2 separate regions of the Sus scrofa genome follow, and region 2 is linked to region 1. A link is a contact called in public promoter capture Hi-C data. All regions are on one chromosome and are shown on one strand. Each heading gives the region's core, a stretch centred on a gene start, on an enhancer-like site or on the middle of the called end of the contact. The rest is flanking DNA. Distances are from core to core; before and after follow the strand shown. Region 1 holds the start of UPF2 (regulator of nonsense transcripts 2). Region 2 holds the start of PROSER2 (proline and serine-rich protein 2).

Region 1 (7,426 bases), core at 2,594-5,093:
TACTTGCATTATCTGGGAAGTGTAGTTATCAGCTTCTCATGCAGCTTCAATTAAATACCCGCCTTTGCCTTAAAGCAAGCCAACTGTCTAGAGGCAACACAAATAGCTACTACTCACTGGTACCACAGTAAACACCTCACATTATCTTATTTAATACTAAAATCTTTATGAGGTGGGTATTATTTTCTCTATTTTATAAATGAGTAAACTGAGACATGACCAAGTAACTTGACCAATACCTCCACAGCTGGTGACAGAGCTAGAAACTGAACTCATCCTTCTAACTAACATTATTAAAAACCTTGAGCGTATGAAACTGTCAGTTGGAAAACCTGATCATAGATACTAACTACAACAAATCACAGAATTATGTTTCTCAGAATAGAAAGAGTCTCTGATAATGGCTAAGCAGTTTTTACACTGTTTTAACTTTAGTCATAGTCCAGCTAAAATACTGGGGACGAGGTAATTCCCAAGGTAACAAGACAATCTTCACTTAGGGATATTTGTAATTATGTGCAAATAATAATAATAATGTTTGTAAAAAATTTGTATTTTCTGATGTCTAGCAGCAACACACAACATTTCAGCTGATACAAGAAAGTACAGTTCTCAGAATACAAAAAGAATAGCACCAGGGGTTCCGGCCGTAGCACAACAGGATCAGCAGCATCTTGGGAGCACTGGGACACAGCTTCAATCCCTGGCTCCATACAGTGGAAAAAGGATTCGATGTTACCGGAGCTGCAGCTGAGGTCACAGCTGTAGCTCAGACCTGATCCCTGGCCCGGGAATGCCATATGCTGAGGGGCAGCCAAAAAAGGGAAAAAAAAAAAAAAAGAACAGCATTAAAATTTCTATTTGTAATTAATATCTCATTTATGAAGATGAAATTAGACATTAAATTCTGTTAAAATATTAAGACATTCACTTGGGGAGTTCTCTTAAGGTACAGCAGGTTAAGGATCTGGTCTTGTCGCTGTAGTGGTCTGGGTCGCTGCTATGGCGTAGATTTGATCCCTGGACTGAGAACTTCCATATGCTGCAGGACCAGCCAAAAAAAAGAAAGAAAAAAGAAAAAAGAAATTCATTTGGAACCTGACAAATTGAAAAAAGATCAACATTTATTAGCGTAACAGTCTCTCAAACTTTGGTGACTCAACTTTTGTGACTCTCTACAGTATTTATTCAATGGACTTTTTTTCTTTCTTTGGTCTTTTTTTTGTCTTTTTAGGGCCTCACCCGCGGCATATGGAGGTTCTCAGGCTAGGGGTCATATTGGAGCTGTAGCTGCTGGCCTACACCACAGCCATGCCAGGTCCAAGCCTTGTCTGTGACCTACACCACAGCTCACAGCAACGCCAGATCTTTAACCCACTGAGTGAGGCAGGGATCCAACCCTCATCCTCATGGATACTAGTCTGGCTCATTAACTGCTGAACCATGACAGGAACTCCTATTCAACAGATTTGTGTTTTCTGTATCAAACTGCAGTAGGCATTAATGACTTAGATTCTGCTCTGGACCATGACAAAACAGATTCTCAATAAGACCCTTAAGTCTTGGTCCTGGTGCCTTCTTTGAGTCATTTCCTCCTTGCATTACAAACATATACTGAAAGTACACACAGAACTAAATTTCAGTGAACAAAAAATACGATGAAAATCTAAAGGTTCATGTAAAAGCAACAATGCAACATGTGAAAATACTATAAGCTTTAAAGTCACTCAGACTTTAAGTTTGCATCCCAACTCTGAAACCTGCTAGTTATCGAAACTGGGCAATGTAACTTCTCTGAGTCTATTTATCAATAAAAAGGAGATACTGCTACCTCTCCGACAGAGTTCTTACACTTTTAGCACAAGAGTAAGGCAGCATTCAACAAATGTTTATTCTTTCACAGACAACACCGAAAAGTTCACCCTAAAATGAGATTTTTCAAGTTAGAAGTACTAGATTTTAGCTACTCCAATCCTCAAGTTTTACAGAGTGACCTGCCCAAGATTACACAACTAGTTGTAGTGGCTGCACTGAGACTGTGTGTCTAGTGCTCTTTTCAACTACATACTATGACTCTAAAATTTTAAAAACCAAATAAAAGATATAAACATAACTCAGATTATGCATTTCTGTATCAATTTAAAAAAATAAAACTGAGCATTAAATTTTATTGAATGAAATACAAAAATGTCTTTAAATTATCTTACCAAACACATGCCCTAAACAAATATTTTACCTAAAGTATTCAAACAGTCTTTCAAATAAAACCCAAAACTTTTAAATAGGTTCTATCTCAAAATAAGATAAAATCAGTGACCTTTGAATTGGGATACAATCAGCTTTTACAAGTTATTTTATCAAGTACAATTACATTCACACAGTCCTTAAAAGGAAGCCACGCTTTAAAACCACCTTCCTAGCTCCCAAAATAGTGTCCTGGCCCTGGGCTGTGTATTTTATTTGGTTTTCTAAGTATACTCTGAACTTGCAAAAGAAAGTAAAACTACTTTACTAGGAAAACAGGTACTACCAATAGTGTGTACCTGGAGTGCAGAGAAAGGGGGGTTTCCCTTTTAATCATATTCCTGCACAAAGTACCAAATGAACTATGTATGAAATCACAATGAGTCTGCTCCGAAAATGCTCCAGAGTAAAAGAATGCCGTTTTACCTTTTAATTCTGGGTTATTCATTCAAAATGTTCTTAAGGGCAGAACCGCACCAGGGGCATTACCTCCCAGTCTTTGACTTTAAAGAAACGTCCGCAGTAAAAGGGACTCATTCAAAGTTTTCCCAAATTTCGCCAGAGTTCAAAAACGGTATTCTTGAAGAGCTGTACAATTCTCATCAACACCTAAAAACTGTGCTAAATGAGAAGAGCGAGTGGTAGTTTTGCTTAGATCCGATGCCTCACTAAGTACAAGTCCGGTCCTGAGGGTACCCCCCCCCCAAGCCTGTAAGCTGGCTCTGCTTGGCCAACCTGGAGACCAAATACCCCGAGATCATCTCCTTAGTTCAACTGTGCCAACAAGAGAAGACCTGGAGCCCCGGGATGAAGGCAAAGTGAAGAATCACCGGCCCATGGGACTGAAAAGAAGCACACCGAATAATCCTCGCCCACCACTCCCAAGTACACCCAAACCCCTGCGCCTAAACACAGCGCTCCCACAACCCCCTGCTCCTGCTCCACACGCCTCGACCCCCCTCGCTTCCCGGCCACAACTCCCCTTCCCCCGGGGTCCACGGTCACCTGCGCCGACCACCCCCGCCCCAGCCCTAACTTCGCACCCCACACTCCCTCACCACCGGAGCCCGACACGCTCCGGCCGGTCCCCGGCTCCGCATCATCCCACACACGCACCCGCCCGCTTCCTCGCCCTCGCTTCGTTCCCGGCTCCCGAAGAGCTCTCCCCAACCTCCTCGCCTCCTCCACACCCCCAAGCCCCTTCACCCCGCCGCGGCGGGCTCCCGGCCTCCGGCCCCGAGGCCCAGCCCCGGCATGTGGGGCAGGCACCCCTCTAGACCGCCCCTCTGGCCGACCCCGGGCCGGCGGCTCCCGCGTTGACGGGAACTCCCGAGAGAGAGGGGTCTGAGGAGGAGGACGCCGGACCCGCGGTCCGGCTCCCGCTCGCCGCCCCCGGAGCGCTGAGGTGCGGAGTCGCCTCTCGGGTCCCCCAGGGAGTAGGAGTCCAGGCCGGTGCCCCTCAGCCCCGCTCCCTCCCGGTCGTTGGAGCGGAGGAGAAGGAGGTTCCCCGGGACTCACCTCGAGCCTGTTGTCAACATTAGCCCCGGGTTTCCCAGCACCAACTCCAGCGCTCGGGCTCTCCCCTCCCCTCCCCCACCTAGCTCGCAGCCGAGGGCCCGCCTTCCCTCAGCTCCCCCTCCTCCCTCCGCCCGCCGGCCCTCCCGCCCGCCACTCACCAGCGCGGCCCGGCTGCGAGTGGGGGCGGGGCGGAGGGAGGTGGAAAGGAAGCAGCCGTCCGAGCGATTGCCGGACCGAAAACAGTCCGAGGCGCCCTTCCGCCGGCATCTCCACGTCCTTGGCTTAGCTTCGGGGTGGCGGGTCACGAGCAAAGTCTCAGATAGGTGCCGCACACATAGCGGCTGCTTCAAATTACCCACTCCTTTAAGAGGAGCTAATTTTTTCAGACAGGCAATGCGTAGGGCAGCCACAGCAAGCCCCTCAATCCAGGGCCTCAGTGGAGGGGGAGGAGTGTTCCGAGGACCGGAGGCAGGAAGTGGATTGGTCGCCAGGAAAGGGAAAGCTCCTGAATTGGAGGTACGCAGGCGCAGGCACTGAGGTGGGGGGGCCGGGGGGTAAAGCGAGAATGGGGAGGGGCGGAGCTAACAGGAGGTGAGGAAGGGCGGTGGAACGGTAGGCGAATTACGGGGCGCCATTAAGGACAAACTTAGCCACGTGACTCTCATGGGAGTTTCCTGGAGCGAATGTAAGGAAGAGGTCTAAGAAGGGAAAGTTTGATTGGATTAATGCATGGGGTGAGGTTGAAGATTTAGGAAGTTGAAAACTGGAGAGGTTAAAGAATATGGCTGGTGAGGAAGGTGCAAGTTGGTTAGGAACAGGTTTCGATTTAAGAGTGCCCTAGAAAGACTACGAAAGTCCGGTTGGGGAATTTCCAGAAGCAGTTTCAGGTGTTCCACCTAAAAGTACCCCAGGGTGAAGACAATTAAGGTTTTTCCTACACAGGTCTTAGAAAGTACCGTTCTAGCAAGCAGATTTTTTAAATTACAATGAATTATTAAATGAAATGACCAGGTTAAAAAAAATTTGCTACGCTTGCCATTTCCACTGAATGCGGAACCAAATCAACTTTTAAAAGTGGTACCAGCTTATTTTCTCTTAAATGTCTGAATTCGTGCATCTGGCCTCCAATTTTTATCCAAACATTGCTAAGGTTTGCCAGCAGAATCTGGCTGGGTGTTCAGTACTGGCCGGCTTTGGCTGGTCAGGAGCCAAAGGAGCAAAGGTGCAGAACTGGTCTTGATTCTTGCTCCACCTGCGGCGCCCCGCCCCCAAAGTGAGCTAGGAGCAACTAGAAACACTTGAGGCAGGTCCCTCCTATTCAGCTTTTGCCCATTTGCTTCTTTCTGTTTACTGTTTTTACTTACCATTTATTATTTTTTTCCCAACTGGGATATAATTGATTTTCAATATTGTATGTTTCAGGTATAGAGCGTGGTGATTCGCGAATTTAATAATTATTATAAAACATTGGCTATATTCTTTGTGCTGTGCAATATATCCTTGTAATGTTGCGGAAACCACAAAAACCGTGGCAATGGAAGGAGACAAACAGCACTCGGAAATATGGAAAAGCAAGGTTTATTCAGCACCGGTGCGGGCTCAGAGGAGTCACCTCCAGAGTCTGAGCACCAGGTCTTTGTTCTCAGTAACTTTTATACACTACAAGGTCTTGATTTTCCCATGTAAGCATCCCGGACCTCCCCCATCCCCAAGCAGTCTTCCTCCCTAAGAAACTGAGCCGGCAAGGTTGCAGAAGCGGAACTGATAAGCAATGCTGGGTACCTGATGAGCAGGGCTGCTGGCTTGGATATAGAGTACACAGTTGTTACATTATTATAAGAAGGGTGGTATAGTGATAAGCACAGCTGGAAAGGCTTGCAGCTGCCTTCTTAGCCAAGGGGGGGGGGTTGTTCTTTGGTTAAAACTCCATTTCAGTAACTTTATTATGCATAGTAGTTTGTACCTCTTAGCCCCCACCTCTACCTTGCCCCTCCCCCTGCCCTCTCCCCAGTTGTAACCACTAGTTTGTTCTCTATATCTGTGTCTGTTTCTTTTTTTGTTATATTCAGTAGTTTTTTTTATTTTTTAGATTCCACATATAAGTGATTACCTCAAGTATTTGTCTTTCTGTGTCTGGTTGATTTCACTAAGCATAAAACCCTCAAAGTCCATCACGTTGTTGCAAATGGCACAATTTCAGGTTTTTACTGCTGAGTAGTATTGCAGTGTGTGTGTGTGTGTGTATTTATGTGTATGTATGTACACGTGTGTATATATTTTATATATTACATCTTCTTTATCCATTCGTCTGTCGATGGACACTTAGGTTGCTTCCACTTACCGTTTATTCTTAGCATACACATTGCCCTTCCAAACTGAGTGTTGATACTTCCTATACTTAAATTAAAAACAAACAAAGGCGTTCCTGCTGTAGTGCAGTGGGTTAATGATCTGGAGTGACTCTGTGGCAGCACCTGTTCAATCCCCAGCCGGGAGCAGTGGGTTAAAGATCTGGCTCTGCTGCACCTGTGGCATATGTTGCATCTCTGGCTCAGATTCCATCCCTAGCTCAGGAACTTCCATATGCCACAGGTGTGGCCGAAAAACAACAACAAAAAAACGCTATCACTAGGTTTGTCATTTAAAGGGCAGTGAAAGAGAAAGAAAGACAAATACTGCTGTTCTGTACAACTGATGAATAGTTATGAGAGGACTATCCCAAAACACCATGGCAATGGCCCTCACATTCTCATCAAAGTTCTCTTTCTCATTTTATCTGATTGTCTTTAGAAGATTGGCCTATGCTGTTGATAAATCCTTCTCCTCAATCAAATCAATCTTGGCCTTTCCTCAGGTGTTAAAGAAGAAAGCATGTGGAGTTCCCACTGGGTTCCCTCAGTGGGTTAAGGATCTGGCATTATCATTCCAGTGCTGTGGCAGAGGTTCGATGCCTGACCTGGGAATTTCCACATGCAGGCACAGCCCAAAACAAAGAGAAAAAAAGAAAGTGAGTAAAGACTGTTATTTGAGGCATTTTATTGTGAAAAGCAGCAGAAAAATATAACCCTAGGAGAATGTGAGGTCAGGGAGGATTTTGTTTGTGTATCTTTTATATTGCATTTTTTAATGAACGATATAGAGAGTGTGGAGTTCCTGTCATGGCTCAGGGGTAACGAACCTGACTAGGATCCATGAGGACAAGGGTTTAAACCCCGGCCTCACTCAGTGGGTTAAGGATCTGGCATTGCCATGGGCTGTGGTGTAGGTCGAAGACGTGGCTCATGTCTTGCATTGCTGTGGCTGTGGGATAGGCCAGCGGCTACAGCTCTGATTCAGCCCCCCTAGCCTGGGTGCTTCCATATGCTGTGGGTGCAGCCCTAAAAAGCAAAAAAAAAAAAGAAGGAAGGAAGAAATAGAAATAGAGAATGTATAGGAATGGAATCTGGAGGGAAATATTGAGGATGCAGGAGAGAGGAAAAAAGATAACAAAAGAGCAAAATCCTTGCAGTGAGAAGGAATGGCATCTCAAGTACCCGTGGAGGGAGGTCCCATTGTGTTTCAGCGGGTTATGAACCCAACTGGTGTCCATGAGAATTGGGTTCGACCCCTGACCTCGCTGAGTGACCTATGTATGGATCAAGCTGCAGTATAGGTCGTAGATGCT
Region 2 (7,426 bases), core at 1,605-4,104, 180 kb before region 1:
ACCCGCAACCTCATGGTTCCTAGTCGGATTCGTTAACCACTACGCCACGATGGGAACTCCAAAATCATGTTTTTTTTGACATCTCTTTCAGCTCTAAAATGCTTTAATTTTTTCAGTAAACTAACCATTCTTTCTTTCTTCCTTTCCTGTCTACCTCCCTCTAGTGGCCATTATAGACATAGCAGTTTATCAAGTCAATTTTACATAATTATTTTTATACACAAAAAAAGTTTAGCTTAAATTTTTAAAGTTTACTTTAAAAATTCTTAATTTACATAAAGTAAATAAGAATAATTGTCTAATATTTGGGTCGATCTATCACCAGCATTTTCTTTTCTTTTCTTTTTTTTTTTTTTTTTTTTTTTTTTTGCTTTTTAGGGCAATTCCCAGGCTAGGGGTCAAATCGGAGCTGTAGCCACTGGCCTACACCATAGCCACATCCATGCAAGATCCCAGCCGCGTCTGCAACCTACACCACAGCTCACAGCAACACCAGATCCAAGCAGAGATTTCGACCTACACCACAGCTCACAGCAACGCCAGATCCTTAACCCACTGAGCAAGGCCAGGGATTGAACCTGCGTCCTCAAGGATTCTAGTCAGATTGGTTAATGGTTGAGCCACAATGGAAACTCCTCACCAGCATTTTCTTAGCAGAAACCAGCCTCAGAAGACATTTAGTACAAAGTTGAGTGAATAGAAAGTAAAATTTTGTCAATCTCATGATTTTTTTTTTTTTTTTTTTTTTTTTTTTTTTTTGTCCTGTATCCAGCATGTGGAAGGTCCCGGGCCAGAGATGGCCATCTTGCTGCAGTTGCAACCTTCACCACAGCTGCAGCAACGCTGGATCCTTAACCCACTGTGCCATTTGGGAACTTCCAATTTCAAGGCTTTTAAAGCAGTAACGATACCACGTCCAAAGACTCTCCAGATGTTTCTTTGTTCTTTCTCCCTTGATGTTACCTAAATACTTTAAGGAATAACAATCTTTAAATTCCCCCTCTAAGCTGTTTCTCATTTCTTAGCTCACTTTATGCCCTTTCTCGCTGTCTAGTGCCTTTGGGTAATAATGCTCAGTTGGCACAGAGGTGCCTGCGCAGGGGTGCAGGGGGCACTGGAAGGCAGCCTGAGCTCAGGTACTCACCCTGGGCACCGGCCAGGTCTACACAAGCCCTGAAGAAGGGCCACCTGTTCACGATTCCCACAAAGATCAGGTATGAGCTAGCAGGACTGGCCTCGTCCGCCTGGTGCCTTGGTTGAAACCTGTCCCATTTTCTGCCCTGTTCATTTCCTGCCTCCTTCACTCCCCACCTTTTTTTTTTCCTTTTATTTCCCCTTTCTTCCTTCTTAATCCCACCATCCTTCAATTACTTCCTCCTCATCTCCTCTTCACCTGAAAGATACTGTGTAAAATTTAATTTTTACACAAAAGATAATGTGTACATGAAAAATTTTTAAGTAAGCTTAAAAAAGCAAGCTAAACATAGCCTAAAAGCTTAATTAAGCAAATAGAACACTACTGCAAAGGAAAACAAACAACAAAAAACCAAGTCTGGGAAGCACTTGCCGTAATGTTTTTTTTCTTTATCTGAGTTCCTGAAAGACAGGAGCTGTCCATATTACATCTCCCCTGTGGGTATTTAATATTATTTAATTTTTACTAAGCCAATTCATGATAAATGCATTAGTGTTTAACAATATGGAACAAAATATAAGCGGGGGAAAAAAAAAGAACATGAACAGAAAGCTTACGCCCATTATTCAACAAGGATTAAGGACTGGCAGAATTGAATCTCTCCTGGATTTGGTTCAGAAAGAGGGGGATAATAATACTTGCCTAATTAACTAGCAAGTGGGGTAGATTAAAGTGCTTTGTAAACATTAATTAAAGATTCGGGGAGGTAGATGAGGCCAGTGTGTTATTAGTAAAAAAGTTTTCTTCCCTTTAATCAGGTATCTCTTCCTGGGGAGGGCAAAGAAATGATATAAGGACTAAGGAATTGGGGCTCAGCCCTGAGCACTGCCAGTGACTCAGTCATCCTGTGCAACCAGACACTTCCTTCCTTAGTTTTCTGTGAAATGGGGATAAGGACAACCGGCACTTTGAAATATGGGTTTTATAACGTCTGCCATTGGAGTATATATCAAACCCTATAATTAATTAAACCGCATAACTCTTGCTTTCTCCCTACCTACAGAGTCGTCCCACCCCCTGGAAACACCAGTAGCTTAACTTCCACCAACTTACAAAAGCCTTCCATAACCAACTATTAACCTCAGCGGATATTTCCACGGTGATAAAGCTATGGCATCAAGCCACCGGGGTCAAAACCTCTGGGACCAGTTTCTTTGCCTCTCTGAACCTGTTTTCCTCCTCTGTAAAATGAGGGTAAGAAATCAAGGGGTTGTTCTAAGGAGTAAATGAAGTGTGTGTGTGTGTGTGTGTGTGTGTGTGTGTGTGTGTGTGTGTGTGTGTGTGTTAAATGCCTTGTCTAGGGGTAGTAAGAATTCGATACGTGATAGGTATTATTATTGCCATTACATATAAAAATAACCTCTCGGAACGGACTATGGGGGGGGGTATAGGAGGGGAAGGCCCGTCTTATTCAGATCTTCAAAGGTAAATCTCTTTTTCTCCTTACGGGGGTGGGGATTCGCTCAGACCCTCCCTAATTCTAACCTCGCAGAGACACCGACTTCCCCGGCGAAACAGAGCTGACGCGAGGGGCCTGTCCCTTTAAATGCCCCGGGCGCGCGCCGTGAGAGTTTGAGGGGCAGAGCCCCAGCCGGGAGCGCGCGCACGGAGGGTGGTGCAGAGCGCGCGGCGGGGAGTGCGCATGAGCGAGCGCCAACGGGAGCGCGCGGTGGGGGCGCGCAGGAGCCAGCGCGCCGCGGGGCGGTCCGGGACAGTCGGGCAAGACCCAGGCGAGCGCGCGGCGCGAGGGCTCTGCTCGGGGTCACGGTCCGCGTGGGCGCCTGCGGCCCCCGGGGAGGGAGCGCCTTCCAGGTGAGTGCGGACTTCTTGATCCCCGACAGGGTTGGAGGGTGGGGAGGGCGTCCTGGCAGCTGATCCCCTCGCCCCGCACGCACGTCGCTCAGCGGGGCGGCGTTTGGAGCTGGTCGGGGGAGGTTTGGGCGCGGGTGGGGTCCAGGCGAGGAAGAGGGACCCCCTTTTCTCAGGAGCCTGCTGCCTGCACTTCCCACGCGTCCCTGCCGGTGCCCACCCGACAGGGATCTTTTCTGCGCGCTCTCCCTCTCTTGCGCATCGCCACCGTCCCGGGAAAGTTAGGAAGGACTGTGGCGCCGTCCGAGGGGCCTCCCACCCGGGAAACCTGGTGGCTCTTTCGGGATCCCGGAGGTTCGCTTGGCGCCTGGATCGGGGTTGGTAAGAAGGAGGCACCGCTTTCCGATTCCTAGGCTCTCCTGGCAGGGGGCCCACGGTGGCCCGTGGGCAAGCTTTTAGTTTTGCGCGCAGAGCCGTCCAGATTGTCCCAACACTCGTGTCGTGTCCCCAGCGCCCTCCGCGGAGTTCCATTTGCCTCCTCAGTCTTTGGAACTCCCGGGCGCTGTGTCCCTTACGCCTCCAAGAGGACGGCGGGAGCCTCACATTGGCAGGAGGTGGCCGGAGCCACCTGCTAAAGTTGGGTCCTGCGCAAAGTGACCAGTAGGTTTTCGTCCCCGCCCCCCTCCCCAACCCCCGACCCCCACCAGGGAGCTGCATCATGCGGGAACGTAGGATCTGCCAGGGAGCCGGGTCGAGAGGGATTTTTTTAAAAAGACAATGTGGCCGATGTGATGCAGTTTAACAAAAGGCAATAAAATAAACTCCAGTATTTCTCCCGGCTTTGAAAGTTTCCCAGTATTGTTTTACGGAGTCTAAATTTAAGCATCTAGCCTTTAAAAAAACAAAACCCAACCAAACCGCAGGAACTAACCTCAGAAAACTTTTTAACTCTTTGCCAGGACCTAGCTTGTGTAGAGCAAAAACTAAGAATAGAAGAAAATGAATTTTGTGTCTTTCCCCCCCACACAGAGTAGACCATTCAGGTCTGTTGGTGGAGACTGCAGGAGGAAGGTTCCTCTGGCCCCAGTTTTAATGAAGAACAGCTTTGAGGTAGATAGATAGATAGATAGATAGATAGATAGATAGATAGATAGATAGATAGATAGATAGATATTCTGAAAAAATATATATATATACATATTCCAAAAGATATAGAAACACCAACCCAGGTCTAAGGGTAAACATGAGGAAATATTCCCAAGAAGGACCTAATTTATAAAGATGCTTTTCCACTTTTTTTTAAAAGCACTGCATTCTTAGTGCTGTAGCATGCACTGAAAACTTTGCCTCCTAGCACCGTGTCTGAATGTTACGGATTGTGTTTCTAGGTGGAGGAGGTATTTTGGTTCAAGAGGCCAATGTGGAAATACAAACAAATGCCCTATTTACTCGGGATTTGGGTGGGAAGGGTGGAAGTTGTCTAAAATCTCTCTTGCCAGACCTTACACTGTATGTATGGAATCTTGTGTGAGTTTCTTGCTCAGACCAGTAATAGCCATTTTTTAAAGGACTGGATATATGCCCTAGTAACAGCGCTTAAGAACCCCCCCTTATGGAAAAATTTTGGATGCTGATAATTTCAAAGTAATGCATTTTTTCTCCACTACTAGAAATCAGAAAGCCGAAATCAGATAATTAAGAGAAGGCTGAAAAGAGGAGAGATGCTTTTAAGAAAGCGTGCATATGTTTGATGCCCCGATGGCTTCCTTTGTGGTGGGGGAGCGGGATTTGCCTGTTTCAGTTAATTCACTCAGCAATATTTACAGGCTTGTTTGACCACCTACAATGTGCTGAGTGCTGAACTCAGCATGGGACATACAAACACATCTTGATTACAGCCCAAACTGATTAAAAGCAGATCAAATAAGCCTTCCTCGGGAGCTAAAGATACACCTGGCCATGGTTCCTAAGTTCTCAGACACCCAAGGAGCCTGCGGTTGGCACTCTGTGTTGATTGTCATGATCATCTCAAATAACGACAAGAGATAGAGTGGAGCCTTGATGCCTGAGGGGAGAGACGGGAAAGGCCTGGGTGGAGCAGAGCTGGGAACGGGGCATCCTCTGGAACAAGAGTTCAAGTGCATCTTATCCACTTGGGCGGGCTGCGGAATCCTAGGAGCATCCCCCAACCTGAGCCGTTTACTTCACTGGTAAAGGGCAGCTTTTCTTTTCCATTCCCACTGCCCTCTCTTGTGGCAGGGCTGGTGGCTTTACAGCTGCCTGCCTGTTCTCAGGAGGATGGGCTGGGCAGATCTACCCCTGGGGGCTGCAGCCTTCCTGTCTTGGATGGGCGTGAGTCCAGCCTTTGTTCATATGGACACGGTGGTCCAGCCTCTGTAGGGAGCCGCTGTGAGGCTGCGCGTCTCAGCAGCGCCTTGTCCCCCTCCCAGACCGCCGCATGCATCCTAAATCCTGTTCTAAGAAAGTGGTAATATTGCATGGGTTTATAATCCGTGCAGTTGGCATCAGTGGCTAAGGAATGTGTCAGGAAGGAAACTCTGCCTTCTCAAATAGGGATGTGATGGCTCCTTATGAACTGTAACTTCAGGTAGTATTTCCAGAGACCCTGCCACTGTGAAGACTTGGTTCTCTTTCATTTCGCTTAATTGTGGTAAAATACATATAACTTGAACTTATCATTTTAAAAGGTAAAAATCAGTGGCATGAAGTACATTCACATCATATGTGTTTGAGAAGAATGTATCTTCTTTCATTTTTTTTCTGTAGAGACTTAGATATCCATTAAATGAACCTTATTAATTGCATTATTCCGTACAAACTTTGTGTCCTCCACTTATTCAATAATTGAGAAAGGTATATTGAAAGATCCCATTATAATGGGGTCTTTGTCAATATCTCCTTGTATTTGAGCTAAAAAAACATTCTGAGATTATTTGTATATACAGCTTTCTATTAGTTAATTAATTAACGGCTGCACCCACAGCATATGAATATTCCCAGGCCCGGGATCAAGCCTGAGCCACAGTGGAGACCCGAGCTCCTGTAATGACAACACCAGATCCTTGACCTGTTGCACCACAAGGGAACTCCACAACTTCCTACTATAATATCTAACAATACACATTTGTAAATTTATATCGTTAGGCATGCAGTATCTAATAGGAATTGAACTTTTATCATTACATAGTTACTTTTATCCCTAATGAGAACTTTTGCCTTAAAGTCTCTTTTGCCTAATGCAGTATAACCAGAAGTGTTATTTTCATTGTTGCTGTTGTTAATATATGCTTGATGTATCTTTTCTCATTTTTTAAATTTTCTTTCAAATATTTTTATGGCAGTATAATTGACATTCAATAAACTGCACATGTATAAATTTTTTAAGTACATTCATAATGCTTTTCAACCATCACCAGTATCTTGTTGCAGAACTTTTTTATCACCCCAAAAGGAAACTCCCTACCCATTAAGCAGTCCCTCCCTATTTCCCCCTACTCCAGCCACTGGCAACCACTAATCTGTTTTCTGTCTGTATGGATTTGCCTTTCTGGAAATTTCATATCAGTGGAATCATGCAATATATGTCTGCCTTCTTTCACTTACAGTGCTCTCAGGATTCATCCATGTTGTAGCATGAATCAGGCTTCATTCCTTTTCATGACTGAGTAATACTCCATTGTTTGGGTATATCGCAGTTTGCATATCCATTCATTAGCTCATGGACATTTGGGTCATATCCACCTTTTAGTTATTGTGAGCAGTGAGCTTATGAGGAACCTCCAAACTGTTTTCCACGGTAGCTACACAATTTAACATTCTTTGAAGAAAAGTCTGTTCAAGGGCTCGATTCTCTTTTGCATTAGTTTTTATAGCACTAGCATCTTTCATGTAAGTAAGTGCAGTTATTTTTATAGGGCTTGGTTGGTGTAGTGTGTTCTTTCTCAAATCTTTATCCTAGTTTTTGGCTTTTGTCTCTTTTTGAACTTTCTCTTCCAGCTTCTGCTCCTCCCAGAAGACTTGTTATCTGACTAGTACTTTGAAATATTTAATATTCTACCTATTTTAGTTATTGATCTGAAGTCCTGAGCTGTAGTCATTGGAGATACAAACCCATCCATCCTCATATACTTCTGTTTTGTGTGCTTGCAGATTTCCTTTTATTTTTTTCATCATCTGATTAACAGAGCCTGGCATAGGGGAAAAGAGCAGTACTTAACTCTCTCCGCCGAGGTTTCAACACCAAATAGCTGTATCACCGTCTGGTTCTCCACTACCTTTGTGGACCTCGGATTCCTGATGTCTATAAAATTGGGGGCGGGACTAAATGACTTCTCAGGCCCTTTCAGACTTTGAAACTGGAGATTATAAATTAATGATTCACCACAGTTCTTCTTACAAACG

The links. Promoter capture Hi-C pulls out the DNA fragments that hold promoters and counts their contacts.
Region 2: a promoter capture Hi-C map of liver shows a contact between it and region 1, with 2.5 times the contacts expected there. The contact joins the promoter of PROSER2 here to the promoter of UPF2 in region 1. A contact is called at or near these places in 1 of 5 promoter capture datasets (liver) and 1 of 2 datasets of contacts at active chromatin or transcription factors (skeletal muscle).

The regions. Positions count from the first base shown.
Region 1 is chr10:59,889,523-59,896,948 of Sscrofa11.1, reverse strand. It overlaps UPF2 (regulator of nonsense transcripts 2), which reads right to left and starts at 3,843. Exons shown (of 24, transcript XM_021064994.1): 1 at 3,763-3,843; 2 at 2,671-2,865.
Region 2 is chr10:60,072,788-60,080,213 of Sscrofa11.1, reverse strand. PROSER2 (proline and serine-rich protein 2) reads left to right here and starts at 2,854. Exons shown (of 4, transcript XM_003357769.4): 1 at 2,854-3,007.